Regions from separate parts of the Ovis aries genome. Here region 2 is linked to region 1. Evidence: chromatin contacts called from public Hi-C data. All regions are on one chromosome and are shown on one strand. The core of a region is the stretch at or near the end of the contact, and the rest is flanking DNA. Distances in the headings are between cores, read along the strand shown. Region 1 has its middle 60 kb from the start of NKAIN1. Region 2 has its middle 34 kb from the start of LAPTM5.

Region 1 (2,723 bases), core at 86-2,585:
CATACAATATATCTGAATCTCAAGAAGAATACGCTGAATGAAAGAAGTCAGACTCAGAAAAGTCATACTGTATGCTTTAACTTATATGAAGTTCTAGAACTGGCAAAACTTATCCAGGTTAATTGTAGTAGGAACAGTGGTTGTGGGCGGTGACAGATGCTATTCACTGGGAAGGGAACTTCCTGAGTTCTCTGTCTCCACAGTGTTCTCTGTCTTGATAGAGGTGTAAGTTACAGAGATGTTTCCATTTTGTCAAAACTCATGGAACTGCGTGTTTAAGTTCTGTCTGTGCATTTCATTCACCGTAAATTATACCTCAATTTAAAAAGAAAGTAGTTGCAAGTATTTGAATTGAGGAAGCTACTGCCTACTATGGAAATGTGTGACAGGGTAACTCCAGGAGCTTGTAGGTGAGTAAGAGAGATCAGGGAAGGCCCCTCCTGAGAAAGTGAGGTTTCAAAGACCTGAGGAAGAAGACCTGAGAAGAAATGAAGGAGGTGAACTCAACACACATACATCCGCTTTTATCAGTGGAGCCCTTCCAAAGTCAAGTATCTAACATTCGTTTTGTGTCTGGAGCTTCCATAATTGTGTTTTCGCAGTTAATCTCCCAAATGTTGCTTCAACATCAGCCTTCTGGCTCCCATTGTACAAATGAGCGAACTGAGGGCTTCCCTGGTGGCTCAGCTGTAAAGAATCCTCCTGCCAATGCAGGCGAGGCCGGTATGATCCCTGGCTGGGGAAGAGCCCCTAGAGAAGGAAAGGCAACACAGTATTCTTTCCTGGGAAACCCCATGGACAGAGGAGCCTGGTGGGCTACAGCTCATGGGGTCGCAAAGAGTGGGACACAACTTAGCGACTACACAACAACAAACCTGAGGTACACACCAACAACCAGGATGTGGTGGGAGCCAGGTTCTAGAGCTGCATATTGGCTATCACGGTTCTCAAACAGGAACCGTGAACTCCAGGTTGGGAGGGCAGGAGCAAAGGAATGTTCTCTGAACAAAAGAAGGGCTGGCCGGGCGCGACGCACCTCTCATCTCCCCAGGCGCCAATCTCCAACTCTGCTGGGAGAGTGGGGTGGGGGTGGGGGCGCCAAGGTCTGGTTCCATTCCGCTGAGTCAGCGCCTCCCAGGACCCGGGGGGGTTGGCTCTAGAACAAAGGGAAATCAGTGGGGCTGAGAGGCGGGGCGCAAGCCTTGGGAGGAGCAGGGTGGAGGCGGGGGGCGGGGCTCAAATCCGGGGAAAGGGGCGGGGCTCGGAGGGGCCCAGAGTCGGGAAGAGGTGCTCCCCGCGGGGTGGGGCTGGAGGCGGGGCCCAAGCTCAGGGAGTGTCAGTCCAGGAGGGACCAAGGGGTGGGAGGTGTCAGGCTGGAGGCGGAGCAATGGGCGGACCGAGGATCCCAGAGCGCCCGCGGCCCCAGAAGTTTCCAGGAAGCCGCTCGCTCAGCAGCCCCACCTGCTGGTCTCCGCCAGACCCCGCCGGGCCTGTGGATCAGCCGGTCTGATCCACCGAGCCCTGGAGGAAATCCTTTGTCTGCATTCTCTTCTGTAGCGTGACCACGGCCTTTCTTGTTTCTCAGGGTCTTTGAAGAGTGGATTGGGAGGATGGAAGTGAGAAGGAAGGCTTGTTGTCAGCCTCTTCACCAACACACATTTTGAATACTTGCTAGGAAGAATTTTATTAATAGCTGTACTAATAACTTCACACGCAATTTCCACTTTTCCACACACCAATACATAGAATAGGTGGTATTATCATCCTATTTTACAGCTGAGAAGACTGAGGCTGAGAAGCATTGATGTGGCTTGCCCGGATTAACACAGCTAGTAGGCGGTAGAAGCACTTCAACCTGGGGTCTGACTTAGTATTTTGGGAGTCTTTCTTACCCTGAAGCCGGTGCTTTGAACCACTCTTTAATTTCTGCCTAATTATTTTATTCACTAATTTATTCACTTTGATTTCATTCAAAAAATAGTTCTTGATCACCTACTCTGTGCTTGGTCGTATATTGAGTATAAGGTATGCACTGCCGAGTTTACAGTTTGTACACAAATAAGGCTTAAAGTGTAATCGGAAAACAGTGAACAGTTGATGACAAACGAATTACCCAGTTAAAACTGTGGTATGTACTTTGGTGGGAAAGTATGGGGAACTATAAGAAAGATGTTTTCTGGGAGATGAGGGTCTGTGATGTGTCACAGACGCTCAGTCACTACGTCGTATCCAACTCTTCCCGACCCCATGGACTGTAGCCTGCCGGGCTTCTCTGTCCATGGGATTTTCCAGGCAAGAATACTGCAGTGGGTTGCCGTTTCTTTCTCTAGGGGATATTCCTGACCCAGGGATCAAGCAGCAGTCTCCTGTGTCTCCTCAGTTAGCAGGAAGATTCTTTACCACTGAGCCACCTGGGAAGCCAGGTTCATGCTAAACGATTTATGGTTTGACGTGGGTCTCCTGCCCCCTTAAAATCTAGCTCAGGGGGCTTCCCTGGTGGTCCAGTGGTTAAGACTAGGTGCGTCCAGTGCAGGGGGTGCAAGTTAAATCCCTGGTGGGGGAACTAAGGCCCCACAGGCTGCAGTGGTGCAGCCCAAAAAGTCTTTATCAAACTTGTTTGAACGTTGTGTTAACCAGGATTCTAGCAGTAAAAAGTGACAAAACTTACCACAAACCAAAGTAAGCATTGCTTTGTCACATTCTGGATTAGCTCCTGCCCCCTC
Region 2 (2,723 bases), core at 154-2,653, 320 kb before region 1:
CCCTACTCTAGCTGTTCCTCTCTCAAGAAAGGACATTTGGAAATGAGATTTGACTGGAGGAAATCAAGTATCAGGTCCTGACAGGTCAGCAGCTCCCTGAACCCCCAGACTGCTGACTGCCCTCCCGTCTAATTAAGGGCAATGCTTAGTGGACTCAGTTAGCTGACCCACTAGACAGGTGGGCTGCTTGTCAGAGAGTCAGGGCTGGCTGAACACACTAGGGATGTGAGAAGGAACTGCCCCTACACACACACACACACACACACGCACACACACACACGCGCACACACACACACACAGCCTTCCAAGTCTGTCCTGTATCACTCATCAGAGTCAGGCATTCCACTATTAGGGATTCACTTCTTTGGATCTAAAGGCTTGAAGGCGCTTGGTTCAGGGTATGGGTCTTTGTACAGCTCCCTGGTAACCTGCATCCTGTTGAAAAGCCATGGCTTTAAAGGCCACTAGTGAGGTGTGAGTGCCATGGAGCATGTCACCCTCTAAGCTGAGGTCAGCACTGGCGCCTGGGAGCAGGGAAGGGGAAGGAAAGGAACTCACACCACTGGGAGGCCGTGCCTCTCATCAGACACTGCTGAGCACGCACAGCCCTCACCCTGTCAGCACAGAAATCCTGAGAAAGGAGGTTATTGTCCCCCAGATGAGGAAAAAACTTCAGAAAAGGTAAGGGACTTGCCTGAGGTCCCACAAGTAACATCAAATAGCTGGAACTCAAACCCAGGCCTCAGCACTCCCACCACAGCCCTGGGCTCTGATCCCGGCCTTCCCTAACTGGCTCTGAATCCTGAACAACCCCACCCCCACCCCCAGGCCTTCTGTAAAATTCAGGGGTTGAGAGTCGTGATCTTGCATGAGCCCAGGAGGTCAGACACTGCCTAGGACCGAACCCCAGCCCCACCCCTTACAGGTGAACTTAGGCCCATTCCTTAATCCTGTTGTGCCTCCATTTGCTCATCTGTAAAATGGGGCTAATACCATTTTGGCCTTCGTAGAGTCACAGTGAGGATGAACTGCACTGATATCCGGAAGGTGCTTGGAGGGAAAGGGTTGTGTCTGGCATGGAGGGAAAGCCATCCTGTTTTGAGTCCTGTGTCACTCACTCACTTGGGTGGTGAGACCCCCTCCCCAGACAGGTTCCTTGGAGGGGGTGAGGCTGGCATCGGAGTTGAGGCTGGCTCAGGGAGAGGGAGAAAGCACCTTCCAACTCATCACACTCTAGATAACGTGTCAGGGAAAGGTCTGCCGGAGCCCCAGGCTCCTCGCTGTTTGGCCCCTCACTGGTCCCATGAATCCCTGGGCAGATAAAGCCCAGCTCCTCACTTCCTGCCTCTCAATGAGGCCCTTTGTGCGGCGGGGATCAGAGGCCAGATCTGGCCCCACTAGGGGCCTGATCAAACTGCAGAGCCGACCTGGCACAAAGGGCCCTCACACACGGCCAGAGAGGCCCGGCTCTGCTCAGGACCCGCCCGCTGTCCCCCAACTTCCGCGGCCCGGGTGGCCGAGGGGGGCCCACGCCAGCCGCCTGCCCCACATCACAGGCAAAGGGCACAGAGGCCAAGACCCGCCGGCACGGGGCCGGGAAGGGCCCTCGATAAGGGGGCGGCAGGAAGGGGCTCAGCGGGGGCTGCTGGGAATCAAAGCCTCCCAAAGTTCCCCATTTGGGAGCCAGAGGGCCCTGCTCTTTAAAATAAATAAATAAAGCATTCAAAGTCCTCTTGTAGCTTCTCCTCTGGACTCAATGCCAGCTGCTTCCCAGCCGCACGAAGCTCTGCCCACTGCTGCCTCCCCCACCACTAACCTCCTCCTCTTCTCCAAACCCAGCGGCCCCCCCCCCCCCCCCCAAACTCCCCCACCCGGCCCACAATCCGACCTGGCCCCAGCCTCTCCCTCTCTCCCTCTGCCCGTGGCACTTCCCTCCACCAGCTCCCCATCCCTCGTCCTCAGTTTCCACTAAGGCTTTGCTCAAAGATACATTCCTGGACCCCTGACCGCTGGCTGCCAACCTTCTCCAGCCCTCCGTCCTTTCCCTCTGGAGCCAGTGGGTCCCCACCACGCTTGCCAAGGTCACCAACGACCTCGGGCCCGGTGGCCAAGTCTCAGCCTCCTGATTAAGTGACCCGCCAGCAGCCTGGACACAGCCTGGACAGCGCGCTGTCTGTTCTTATTTCTCGGGCACCTCTGTCAGGCTTCCTCCTGCCTCATGGGCTCCTGCAAACGTGGGCGGTGGTCTCCTTCGCCTTTACTCCATCGCACAGTCTCTGCTTTTTGTTTTTGCTTTTTAAAAAAATAAATATGTATCTATTTGGCTTCACCAGGTCTTAAATGCAGCGTGTGACTGCTTAGTTGAGGCATGAGGGCTCTCGTTCCCTGACCAGGTTGGAACCCAGGCCCCTGCATCGGCAGCATGGACTCTTAGCCCCTGGACCACCAGGGAAGTCCCACACAGCCTCTGCTTCTAAGCACCTCCTTTTGCTGATGACACCCAACCCACACCTCCAGCCTCACCCTGTCCCCAGACCTTGAGTTCCCACCGTCCACACTCATTTCCAGGATCCCTGGGGGTGATTCATAGTCAGCGTGCCTAACCCCCACGCAGAGCCACCCTGCCCCCAGCCTGCTGAGCACGCTTCCCAGCCCCTGAATAAGCACCCCTTCTCTCACGCTCACCCCTCTCACGGGACAGGAAGGATCTTGCCCCTCCCGCC

What was found. Hi-C and Micro-C count contacts between places; a contact is called where the count stands out from the background.
Region 2: a Hi-C map of hypothalamus shows a contact between it and region 1, with 2.5 times the contacts expected there. The contact joins two enhancer-like sites. A contact is called at or near these places in 3 of 16 Hi-C or Micro-C datasets (hypothalamus, muscle and tail adipose tissue).

What each region holds. Positions count from the first base shown.
Region 1 is chr2:236,196,738-236,199,460 of ARS-UI_Ramb_v3.0, reverse strand. No RefSeq gene overlaps it. Among named protein-coding and RNA genes, the nearest start is that of NKAIN1, 60 kb to the right of the region's middle. Within about 2 kb of position 1,335, at least 48 of the 54 cell types and tissues checked have an H3K27ac peak or open chromatin away from gene starts, as enhancers often do. A contact at or near this core is called in hypothalamus, where this site is marked.
Region 2 is chr2:236,516,616-236,519,338 of ARS-UI_Ramb_v3.0, reverse strand. No RefSeq gene overlaps it. Among named protein-coding and RNA genes, the nearest start is that of LAPTM5, 34 kb to the left of the region's middle. Within about 2 kb of position 1,403, at least 2 of the 54 cell types and tissues checked have an H3K27ac peak or open chromatin away from gene starts, as enhancers often do. A contact at or near this core is called in hypothalamus, where this site is marked.